Regions from separate parts of the Mus musculus genome. Here regions 2 and 3 are each linked to region 1. The links are chromatin contacts, called in public promoter capture Hi-C maps. All regions are on one chromosome and are shown on one strand. Each heading gives the region's core, a stretch centred on a gene start, on an enhancer-like site or on the middle of the called end of the contact. The rest is flanking DNA. Distances are from core to core; before and after follow the strand shown. Region 1 holds the start of Phldb3 (pleckstrin homology like domain, family B, member 3). Region 2 holds the start of Ceacam10 (carcinoembryonic antigen-related cell adhesion molecule 10). Region 3 holds the start of Cd177 (CD177 antigen).

Region 1 (3,964 bases), core at 679-3,178:
CTGGCCTCTGTAGGTACCGGGCATGCACAGACATACATTTAGTCTAGACAGACATTCACGTAAAAGGGAAGGAGGAGACAGAGCTAGCAGTGGTCAGGACCATGGGGGAAGGAAGGAAGGTCTAAGGGAGCTGGGGGTGGGGGGACTGGAAGCAGATAGCAGGTTGCTCACATCGATGTAGGGGAGGTATTCTCACAGACTTGCACCGCAGCACATAATTCTGTGTGAGCCCCTCCCCTGGGAGTCCCAGGCCAAATGAGCCCCTCTCCATCCCTTAGCTTTCTGATCTGTGTAATGGAAACAATAACGGGATATTTCACTGAACTGATAAATCCCGATGTCTGACTTCTTGCACCCTGCTTGCATGACCAGCTCCCCTGCCCCTGTCGCTGCTATTGTCCCTCCTGTATTGCCAAATAGTTATGAGTACAGATCTCGAGAGACAAAGCAGGTAGTAACAGATGTGGGCTGAGAAGGCCGAGAGTGTAAAGCTCTTGCTAACAAGATGATTTGAGTTCCATGCCTGAATCCCACGTTGGAAGGCACCACTTCCCAAAGATGTCCTATGAGCTCTTTACATGTTGGGTGCCACTTACATACCTGCACTATCTTTCACATACACAAGTAATAATAATTTTAAAAAAGTCATTTAGAATGCTTGTAGATCCTAGGTGTATTTGTTTCCTTCAGCCTCGGTCCCCACAACTGTACAATGGAGACGGTCGATCTCTTTTTTTCTATGGGCTGTGGTGTGGTATGACACTGAGGTGTGTCAAATGTTTTGCACAGCTCTTGATGTCTAACAGTCGGGTTTTGCATACCAGATATTTTCCTGTTTCTGCCCAGAGAGGAAAGGGTCTGGCTGTGACCTTTAACCTCTGTGCCCCACCCCATAGTAAACTGTGTGCGCGTGGGGCACACTCTGTCTCTGGGCAGATCGCTGACTCAGCCCGGGATACCCCCTCCCCTTGTCCGGCTCCCTAAACCGGTCAGGGCCCTTCCAAAGGGCTTATTAGAGGGGAGAGGCCCCCATCTTCATTCCTATCTTCCTTTGAGGATTTCCTAGGCTTCGGCCTTAGGGAGGCTGCTGTATGCAGGTGGCTAAGAAGCCCGGCCCTCCAGGGGCACCGGAGGCTGAGTGGGAGGTCTGGGCGCTGGGCTCTCTCTGGGTGGGGCTGGAGGGGCCGGGATGGCTGGGTGCCTGGGCTGCGGGCGGGGCAGGCTGCTGGCTCCCTCCTCCCAGGAGAGCTGTCGGACCTGTTGTCCCCCCCTCCACTTCCGGGCTGCTGGGGAGGGGGACGGGGCGGCCTCTCTCTCCTCCCTCCTTCCAGCCACCTGTTTAGCCGCAGGAGCGGCAGTGCCCAGTGCAGAGCCAGAAAGAAGGTTGACGACCTACGAGGACCTCCTCCCGGGAAGGAACGGAGGCGTTGGGGCCCCAGGCATATCCGGAGAGGTAGACATTGCCAGCCCCGAGTTCTGGATCTTGGGGTGAGGAGCCTCGGACGCTGATTCCTTACAGGTGGTTCGGGACCCAACTGTGGAGCTCCAAGGAGGAGAGCCGGGCTAGTCCCGAGAGGGTAGAGGAGATGGAATCTCTTGGAGGCAATCCGGGAAACTGGAGAGGGCTGCAGAAGGGGCTCAGGGATGACACATGGAGCAAAGGGAAGGCTCAGCGTGCGACGCCCCAGCACGGGGAGCGTTAGGACCCCGGACTCAAATTCTCTTCCCACCTCTAGGTGTGTGTGTCACCTTCGGAGCCGACAGCCTCTCCCCAGTCGCGAGCGGGTCCCCAGGAAATCTACGCCCGCGGAATGTTCAGAGCTGGTCTCTGAACCTTTAGGTTCCGCCCTCTGGGCAAGCTCAACGCGCTCTAGACCACGCCCACAAACATCAGACCACGCCTCTGAAACTGACCACGCCCACACCACAGGAATCCGAAGCGGCCATGGGGACACCCAGCACCCTAGAGGAGGGCTCCTCGTCTCCAAAGGTTTCGGAATGCGCCGTCGAGGTCCAGCCTCAAGGGGCTGTGCAGCCTCAGGGGCACCCCGAGGATCCCAAAGAGCACAAGGAGCCCGAAGTCCCAGCGGAGCTTCCAAGTTGCCCCGGAGCTGGGCGGCAGGCCGAGGAAGAGGAAGAAGTGGAAGAAGGTAGCAGCACCGAGAGCTGCCGCGAAGAGGTGAGGGATCATCCCCCCGGGGGGGCTGTCCAGACGGACAGACAGACACCCAAGACGACACAGAAGAACATAAAGAGAGAGACTAGACAGAGACCCAGAGTCAAGGAGAGTACCCATAGACAGGCAGAAACACCCTGTTAGACAAAGTTGGATTTGAAGCCAGAGAGACTCGGGTAGAAACATAGAAACTAGATACGACAGAGACACAGGGAGTGAGACATAGACCTAAAAGAGAGACACAGGGAAGACACACAGACCCAGAAGAGAAACAAAAAGAAATGCCAACATAGAAGAGTCTAAGTCAGAGAGAGGGACGGGGGTGGGGGTGGGGGGAAGAAGAGCGATCCAGGGACTCTGAGAAAGAGATCCCAAGAGGTTGAGACTCAGGGACAGATGAGCTCATCGTGTACAAAGACACTTGCTGTCAAATCTGACGACCTGGGTTCGATCCCCAGAACCCTCATTGATGTAAGGCAAGAATCTTCTGATTTCCACTAGCATTCAGGTACAAAAAAGAAAGAAGGAAAGGAAGGAAGGAAGGAAGAAAAAAAAAGAAAGAATAGAGGAAGAAATGGAGGAAGAAAAAAGAAAAGGAGAGAGAAGGGAGAAAGGAAAAAGGAAAAGAAGAAAAGGAAAGGAGGGAAGAAATGAGGAAGAAAGAAAAAAGAAAGGAAGGAAGGAAGGAAGGAAAGAAAAGGAAGCAAGCTCTGCTAGTTCAGCTTCAGAGCATAGTGGCTTTGTATGATGGGTTCAGAACCTGCCGGCTTCCCCGCTTCACGGTCTTCCATTCGGACCCGAAAGGAAGTAGTTGAACTTGGCAGCTCATGACCCCCAGAGGCACTACTGGGGTGGGACCAGACCTGTTTGGTGACTTGAGGGGGGCGAGACTTGTTCTCATCACACCCTCTCTAATTTCAGCCCGAGGCTACGCCTGCCGCGCAGATTCCAGCCACACCTTCCCCATGCCTCCCTTCTGGGGAAGAGCTGCGGGGGGCAGCGCGGCGGCTGCGAGGACAGCAGCTGGAGGCACTGACTCGCGTGGCTCTGATGGAGCAGCGGGTGAAGGAGTTACAGCGCCAGAAGAAGGAACTGAGGATCGAGGTGAGGATGGGGAGATCTTGGGAAATCAACCCGTGAGGGAACCTGCGAGCCAAGACACCGAGTCCATTCTAAACTTTAGGATCCTTTTTGATAAGCAGCAGGTGTTCAAGGCCCGAGGCCTTTTCCAGACTTCCCATCTCCCAGCCCCTTCCTCCACTGGCTGCTGCACCCAAATTCTCGCCTTGTTTTTTCGCAGATGGAGGTGGAGGTGGCCCTGCTCCGGGGTGAGCTGGCCGGGGAACGAGTGGCCGCTCGCCGGGAGGAGGAGCAGCTGCGGGAGCTGCTGGGCCAGCGGGTGGAGACCCAGCCGAGCAGCCAAGAACAGCGGGAGCAGGTTGGTGTGACCAGCGACTCCATCCTCATGTTCCTTTCTTCCGGGCTGGAACACCCTCTGGTCGGACCTAATAGTTGTCCTTGTTCTTCAAAGAGATTGGGTTCCTGTTCCTCATTTTCCTCCTCTTTCCCAGGCCTGATTTGGATGCCTGGCTACTGAGGTCTCTTTCTTGGCTGTCCCTATAATTTCACAGTTTAATGGTGTAGTAGGAAACATTTCAAACCCGTAAAAACTGAATACTCAGTTGGGCTGGTGTCCTATGCTCCCCAGCTTTAGTAGCGATTCCTTTACTATCCTTTCATCTCACCCAGTTCTTCCCTGTCTCCATATCCCTGGATACTAAGAATCTA
Region 2 (3,964 bases), core at 1,026-3,525, 170 kb after region 1:
GAAGTAGTGTTTGTCTCTACAGAAAGATGAATCACAAACTTTACAGGGATGTGGATAGACTTAGAATATATCATGTTAAGTGAGATCATTTGATCTCAGGAAGAAAACCCCATATGTCCTTTCTTGTTTGTGGATCCTAGCTCTAATGTCTGCATGTACACATGTAATTACATATATAACATTAGGAAGGAGAACATAAAGGGGTTGGGTTTGGTTTGGTTTGGTTTGGTTTGGTTTGGTTTGGTTTGGTTTGGTTTGGTTTTCAAGACAGGGTTTCTCTGTGTAGCCCTGGCTGTCCTGGAACTCACTCTGTAGACCAGGCTGGCCTGAACTCAGAGATTCCTCTGCCTCTGCCTCCCGAGTGCTGGGGTAAAGGTGTGCACCACCACCTGGCAATGGTGCAGTAATTGTAAAGAGACAAAGTGCTCCCTCATGGGCTCACACATATGATGTACCTGGTGTGGGCCCTTTGGATGCTCTCTCGAATGTAACCGGTTTTGACGTAAAACAGGTCCTTAGCAAGCAGTGTCCACGTGGGACTCCATGCGGGGCCGCTGCCTTACTGGGAGACCTGGATCTGAAGTTCTGTCTTTCATCCTTTGAATGCTCCTGTACAGTGTAGTTCTGGTAAGTACCACCAATTAGGGACCATAGTTCTTTAAACAAGAATTTCAGCTATAAAAACTATAGAGAGTGAAGACACTGAGATGTATGCTTAAATAGTCATAATTATGAATTTATAAAACAAATTCCAAGGAATGCTGACTCACTGCTACTGCATCTCAAATACTAACACACCCGGAATTACACACACTAAGAAGCTTCCTTTTTGTGGTTTTTTTGTTTTTGTTTTGTTTTTTAAAGATTTATTTATTATTATACTAAGTACACTGTAGCTGTCTTCAGGTGCACCAGAAGAGGGAGTCAGATCTCATTACGGATGGCTGTGAGCCACCATGTGGTTGCTGGGATTTGAACTCAGGACCTTTGTAAGAGTAGTCGGTGCTCTTAACCACTGAGCCATCTCTCCAGCCCGTGTTTCTTATTGTTACAATTCTAAAATATGCTATTGTTGGTGAGTGAAAGTGCTTTGCTTTAATATTTAGAAGTCAGAATAAAACAATTTTAGAGAAAGCACAGTTCTAGGATATTGCTGCCCCAGGAACAAGATGTCCAACTAAGTTACTAGACACATGGGAACGGGGGATCAACCTCATTAGTCACCGTGGAACTGCAGATCAAAAGGCAGCCAGTCTCACTTCATGACTATAATAGTCTCTAGCAAAAAGCTGAATGGATCCTCAAAGGATCTCCACATCTGGAGCCTTTCTTGCTTAGCTCCATCATGGAGCTGGGAGCCTGGTTACCAACCTTAGGGCAGCCCAGATGTGAGCTGCAGATCTCCTCGTGAACACCAGGGGAGCCACTGAACCATATACTCAACAGAAAAACTCCTGAGGGATGAACATGTCTTGCAGCCTGGTTTCCATCCCAGTTCTGACACACCTGGAGCCAGTTCCTTCACCTAACCATACTCTGTCCTCCTGGCTCTTTCCTGTATCTCTGAGAACTCCATTCTGCAAGAACAACCAATGTGGTCCCTTCCATCCTCCATCATCCATGGGAGAGATGGGAAATCCCAGGGCATTCACCAAGGAGAACAGAGCCATCCTGGGAAGGTTACGGAGGGCACGGGCAGACCTGAATCACATTTGGCCAGCACAGGAAGATGGGGAGGTCTCCCTGGCGCCCTCCATAGGAAGATGGAGCACACAGTCCTCTTTCCAGGACACACAGGTCACGTCCTCCTGCACACCCAGGATATGAAGCCCCTGAGACAACTTGTATCCTAGGATCAGACACATGACTGGTGCCATCAGTGACGATGGATCAGGTCCTACCCAGTCATCACTCAGCTAGGCCTTTCCCAACCCTCCAGATAACTCTGCCACTTCCTGCCTGGAGTAAACCCCACCTCTGTGAGCATTGAGAGCAGGGCACACAGGGCTCCCATGGGGGTTTGTGTCACTCTAGGCTATAGAAAGTACAGGAATTCCTGCTGCAGTTGACAGCCCCAAGGCCAGGGCACAGGGCACTCCTCAGCCTTGCTGCTCGGAGTATGTTCTAGAACACTGAACTGGAAAGAGGAATAGAAGGACGGGAGGCCCGCACTGACAGGAGAACAGCATTGTCAGACTCACAGGCTCCACCCCCAGCCCACGTGAATCTGGGAGGTGCCCTCCTCTGGGAGGAGAATCAACTCTGCTAAGAAGAGCAGGGCAGATACCTGGGCAGCCAGGCTTAGCAGTAGTGTTGGAGAAGAAGCTAGCAGGCAGGCAGCAGAGACATGGAGCTGGCCTCAGCACATCTCCACAAAGGGCAGGTTCCCTGGGTTGGACTACTGCTCACAGGTAAGGAGATATTCCTTCCCAGTAGAGAGCAGGGGAGCTCAGAGACTGGCTGGGGTCTTCTGGGAGAGGAAAGGAACCTGAGAAGGGACATCTGGCTTCTGCTTGAAGCCTGAGGGCAACAGGAAGCTCGGAGTATTTGTGAATGTGAATTGGCAAATGGTGAGGAGAAACTCAGTTCTTCCCTATTGTTAAGTTTATCGCGCTGGCTAGGATATCCTGAAGACTGAAGTCCACAACTCTGTCAGGGTGACTCTCCACGTATAAACCAAACTGGGGCAAATAAACAGCATCCATACTACACTGAGAAATTTGCAAATACACTAGGCTCTGGGACACTGATTTGTACACGGGTATGTGAGCGTGTTCCGGGTAGCAGGGACTAAGCCAAAATCCACCTAGCCTCACAAAACCTCACAAAGCCCTACTTCTACTGGGCAGAAAGACAGACCAGCAAGGATATCTAGGTGGGGTCAGGTTGGCAAGCACTTCAGAAAATACAAAGCAGAGAAAGACCAGAAAATAAAGGCACAGGGTCTTTATAGAAAGTCAGAAAATATAGCCCTACATCCAGCAAAGACTCTGAGTGTGAGCTGGGGTCTGAGGGCAGTGAGCGGTGAGCTGTGTGAATGCCTGAGAAGAGCGTTTCCTACAGTGGAAAGATGCAGCGTTGCTGAGGAATGGAGGTGATGAGGCTGGCTGCCACTCAATAGGACACGCACTCACAGCAAGGCTGAGAGGTTTTGCAAAGGTCCTAACATTGATAGGTCTTTCTCTCTTCCCTCTTAGCCTCACTTTTAACTTACTGGAGCCCTGCCACTACTGCCCAAGTCACCGTTGAGGCTGTGCCGCCCAACGTTACTGCAGACAACAATGTTCTTCTACTTGTTCACAATCTGCCGCAGACGCTCCGAGTCTTTTACTGGTACAAGGGAAACAGTGGGGCTGGACACAATGAAATTGGACGATTTGTAACATCCATTAATAGGAGTAAAATGGGGCTTGCACACAGCGGCAGAGAGACAATATATAGCAATGGATCCCTGTTCTTCCAAAGTGTCACCAAGAATGATGAGGGAGTCTACACATTATATATGCTAGATCAAAACTTTGAAATTACTCCGATTTCTGTGCGATTTCATGTACACCGTAAGTAATTCTCTGTAACCTCGGGGTCATGGGTAGAGCTAATCCTGCTTCCCACACAGCACTGACAAGCCTTGATGACTCAACTATGTCCCCTACATTGTGGTGGGAACATTTAGTTCGGGGCACACAGAGGGGAGAAATACAGCAATAAACCGAGATGCCTCACTTGGACTCACTCCTTCAGAAAAGAGATTGTGAGGTAACTCAGTGTGAGGATGTCAGACTCTGCACAGTAACTTAGGCTGCTTATCCTGAGCATGGCCTCGAGAAAGACCCTTCAGGGCTCAAGCAGGGCCTGCCTGAGGAAACCATGAGAATCTCACGGAGAGGTGAGCACCAGGAAACTGCTCCAGACCCAGCCTGGACTCCAGGAACCCTGGGAAGTTGTTAGCCTGGGTTGAGATTTG
Region 3 (3,964 bases), core at 586-3,085, 150 kb after region 1:
CAGCAGGAAGGCCTCTTCCCCACTTGGTTTTCCCAACGTGCCCTCCTGGGGCTCCCCTCAGACAGCTCCAGCTGTCTCAGGGGAAATCAGGCTATGATCTAGTTGGAAGGGATCAAGGACAGACTCTGGACCTGAGGAAGGCATGGATGGAGAAGGGACTTTTGAGATAGGCATAGATGAGACTAGGCCAAGGAAAGGAGGGTGCCCTAGAATGAAACTGTAGTTTCGCCCACAGCTTCTGCAAAACAGTGAAAAAAAAAAAATAAACACTGATTGAGCAAGTCCTTCCAGCCTACTGTCACCCCAACAACAGTAAAGGCAGTGAGATGTTTCAGGCCAGGGCTGAGGAGACATTCCTTGGAAACATAAGGACCTGTTTCAACTTTCCAGCACCCATGTATGAAGGCAGGTACATTAGCCCACTGATAATCCTGATATGTAAGAGGTGGAGGCAGAGGCAGAGGCAAGTGGATTCCTGAGGCTTGCTGGTCAGCCATCCTCACCTAATCTGTGAGCTAGCTCCAGGTTCCATTGAGAAACCTTGTTTCAAAGACATTAACTGGATAGTTTCTGAGGTCTCTGGCTCCTATACATATTCACACACACACACACACACACACACCTGTACACACAGAAACATGGGTACACCCACATCCTCATACAAAATCCAACCAAACAACAAAGTTAGAGGGCAATGCCCCTTATGTAAAGGAAACACAGAAAGCCCTTTGTGAGAGTCGCCACAGAACGGATCCCAGGCACATGAAAGAAAGGGCTATGCGGGAAGAGCTGGGGTGGGCCGGGGGGGGGGGCGGGGGTAGGGGTTGACATCAGAAACTATGGCCAGCTCATGGCTCCAACACTGTTGTAAAGTGCTGGCAGAAGTGTTCTGAGGCAGGAGGCAGGGAAGAGTGGGTGAGAAGAGAAGGAGGCTGAGTGAATTGGAAGAGAGGAAAAGGACAAAGTCACAGTCAAGTGTGGGATAGAGCCAGGGAGCTCGGTGTCAAAGAGTAACCCCACGTGGTCCCTTCTATCTCACAGCCTCCCTCCCCTTCCTATGACAATCTCTCCCCAGCCTTCCCCTCCCCTCCCAGCCTCTCCCACCATTCTTCCTACCCGAGGCACCTGTGGGTGTAGGTAGCTCCTCAAGGATCTTAGTGCTGTTCACATCATTGCAGAGGTCACCATGGCGACACACACGGGTGTAGGACACCACAGAGAGCCCAGGGCCTGTCCTGAGCCAGATCACCTTCGGCTCTTGGTCCTCAACCTCGGTGCAGCCCTTGATGATCACCAAGTTGACCTTGGGTCCTGGATGGAGAAGGGAAGGCAGGTAACTGAAGGCAAAGGATTGGAATGTCAGGGTCCTGGAGCGAGGTTGGGCACCCTGATGTAGGTGAGACACTAGAGAAGAGGGGACTGGGCCTGGGCGGGTGGCTCCTGCGGCTAAGGAAGAGTTCCTCCCACGGATGCAGGAGGCCTGAGGGCAGTGGAGCAGGTCTTTGCAGGGAGATTGTTCTTACCATTATACAGGAGCATTATCAAGTCTTGGCAACCCTCGCTAACCTCGCAGGTTTTCTCACCAGCTCCCCACCACCTGAGGGGCAGCTCTGCCACATTCCTCACAGCCTGTGCGCTGCTTTTCTGGCAGGTCAGAGCTGGGACACCTGGGATGGGATGAACAGCTCCGTTTCAGCTGGTTACCTTATGCCACTCCCTGAAGCAGATACCCCCTTCCTGGGCTGGCTTTCTTACGCACAGGGTAGCAAGGCCGTGACCCCCAGAAGGGTCAGCACTGGTATAGAATTCATGATACCAGTCTGTGGCTGGAAATTTCTCCAGTGCTCTTCAAGCAGGAAACGCAACACTTTTTATACACCATATTACCCAAGGCAGCCCCGGAAATGGGGGGGGGGGGCTCCACCCTTAATCTACTGTATGAAAAACTAGGCTGTTTGGATAGTACTTCCCCCTCCACCCCCACCCCACCCCCCACTGAAAAGTACATAACCAGCCCCAGCGTTCCTCGGATGCAGGAGTACAAACTCCAGCCCTCATCCCCTAGAAACAGGGGTAAACACTCTTCCCTCAGGCTTGAAGAGCCTGGTCTCAGCCTTCTTGCTACTGTAATATCCAAAATAAATTCAAGACCACCCAGTATCTTCCCCCCTCAAAAAGGACTTTCCAAACTGTACTAGCAGGCAAAGTGCAGAGCCAGGTAAGGAAGCTGGCTGACTAAACAAATATAGAAACATAGTTTTAACGGTCAAGATTACTAAGCTTCCAAAACAAGATTAACAATTCCCCTGCTTCGCTTCACACACTAAAAACCTCAAGGACAGACAAAATGAGAGTCACCCTATACAAACCAACCAATGTCTAAAAAGGTTATTGGCTACACCAATTAAAAGAAGCCAAACTACCCTGGTGCCTATGTCCAGCCCTTACAAAGGAATAACAAGTGTGTTCTTTCTTTGTCCTGGGTCTCCCCTCCAGTCTGTGTGCTGAGAGGGGGGGTTCCCCAACATGTTGGATAAGTAAAATCCTCATGTGTATTGCAACGATGGCAGTCTCTGTGGTCTTTGTGTGAGTGAGGGTCTTTTGACAAGCTACAACACTACTAACCCAGGGGTCCAGACCCCAACAATGTCCCTCAGAGCTGGGAGTCTAGGCCCCAACCTTCTTTCCCTCGGCCCTAGGGATTTAGACACCAAATGCCTTCCCTCAAATCTAGGAGTACAGACCCTGGCCCTCCTCCTTCAGACCCATAGCTCCAGGCTGCAACCCTCCTTCCTCAAACTCGGAAGTCCAGATCCAGCCTCCTGTCTCAGACCCAGCTCCTTTCACAATAGAGCTGAGGACATCCTGATTCCTGGTAACCCCGTGGCTCTTTCCTCTTTAGCCGCCTGTGTGGCACCTGTTTCCAAGTACTACAAGAATCCCATTTCTTCATCTCAGGGCTACTTAGTTACCTTCTAGCTAGGTGGAAAAATGACTCAACCACCTCGGAGGATATTGTGAAGTGTACCTTGGCCCTTCCTGGCCTCACTGGAGATCCGGTTCCCCTTGCCTTTTCTGATCTTTCTACGTTGCTTTTCTATTTGTTCTCCACCTCCCAGGCTGTTCTGTTTGTCTGTGTTCTCACAGAACAATGTAGGTCCTGCAGTCTTTACTTCCCTTCCATCTGGGAAGGAGCTGAATAAGGTAGTGGTTGCGGGTGATTATCTAGGGAGAAGTAACATGTTTCTTAGGGATGAGGGGCTGGAGAGATGACAGCTCAGGGGTAAAGAACACTGGCTGCTTGTGTGGAAACCTCAGGTTCAGTACCCAGACTCACAGCGTAGTATAACTCCAGCCCCAGGGCATGGGGGTGAGTGTGGTATAATACATACCCGATGGCAAAACACCGATACACATAAAATGGAAAAAAAAAATACTTTTTGGCAATGGGAAATGTCCTTGTCTCAAAAGACTTTTAAAAAAGGTATGCTAGGCCTGGAGAGATGGCTCAGCGGTTAAGAGCACCGAATGCTCTTGCGAAGGTCCTGAGTTCAAATCCCAGCAACCACATGGTGGCTCACAACCATCTGTAATGGAGTCTGATGCCCTCTTCTGGTGTGTCTGAAGACAGCTACAGTGTACTCACATACATTAAAAAGGTATGCTAGGAAACCAATTTCTTTTGTTTTTTTGTTTTTTTGGTGTGTTTGTTTGTTTTTGTTTTCGTTGTTGGTTTTTATTTTTCTAGGAAAACGACAGTCGTAAATGGTAACCTGGTTTGGGAGTTAATAGACACTCACTTGCAACACTTGGTTTATGCAATGTTGGGCCTGGAACCCAGAGCTTCATGTAGACCAGATATCTCCAGTCCCTCCTCCTCCTCCTCCTCCTCCTCCTCCTCCTCCTCCTCCTCCTCCTCCTCCTCCTCCTCCTCCTCCTCCTCCTCCTCCTATTCCTTTCCTGG

Evidence for each region. Promoter capture Hi-C pulls out the DNA fragments that hold promoters and counts their contacts.
Region 2: a promoter capture Hi-C map of embryonic stem cells shows a contact between it and region 1. The contact joins the promoter of Ceacam10 here to the promoter of Phldb3 in region 1. A contact is called at or near these places in 5 of 39 promoter capture datasets (the C10 cell line, cranial neural crest, embryonic stem cells and 1 more), 1 of 484 Hi-C or Micro-C datasets (the G1E-ER4 cell line), 1 of 115 datasets of contacts at active chromatin or transcription factors (embryonic stem cells) and 1 of 9 other capture datasets (pancreatic islet).
Region 3: a promoter capture Hi-C map of embryonic stem cells shows a contact between it and region 1. The contact joins the promoter of Cd177 here to the promoter of Phldb3 in region 1. A contact is called at or near these places in 4 of 39 promoter capture datasets (embryonic stem cells, neutrophils, second pharyngeal arch cranial neural crest and 1 more) and 2 of 9 other capture datasets (adipose tissue and pancreatic islet).

The regions. Positions count from the first base shown.
Region 1 is chr7:24,609,400-24,613,363 of GRCm38.p6, forward strand. Phldb3 (pleckstrin homology like domain, family B, member 3) reads left to right here and starts at 1,929. Exons shown (of 15, transcript NM_001102613.1): 1 at 1,929-2,179; 2 at 3,098-3,280; 3 at 3,477-3,614. The coding sequence starts at 1,946.
Region 2 is chr7:24,774,929-24,778,892 of GRCm38.p6, forward strand. It overlaps Ceacam10 (carcinoembryonic antigen-related cell adhesion molecule 10), which reads left to right and starts at 2,276. Exons shown (of 4, transcript NM_007675.4): 1 at 2,276-2,411; 2 at 3,198-3,557. The coding sequence starts at 2,348.
Region 3 is chr7:24,758,476-24,762,439 of GRCm38.p6, forward strand. It overlaps Cd177 (CD177 antigen), which reads right to left and starts at 1,836. Exons shown (of 17, transcript NM_026862.3): 1 at 1,760-1,836; 2 at 1,524-1,667; 3 at 1,126-1,311. The coding sequence starts at 1,811.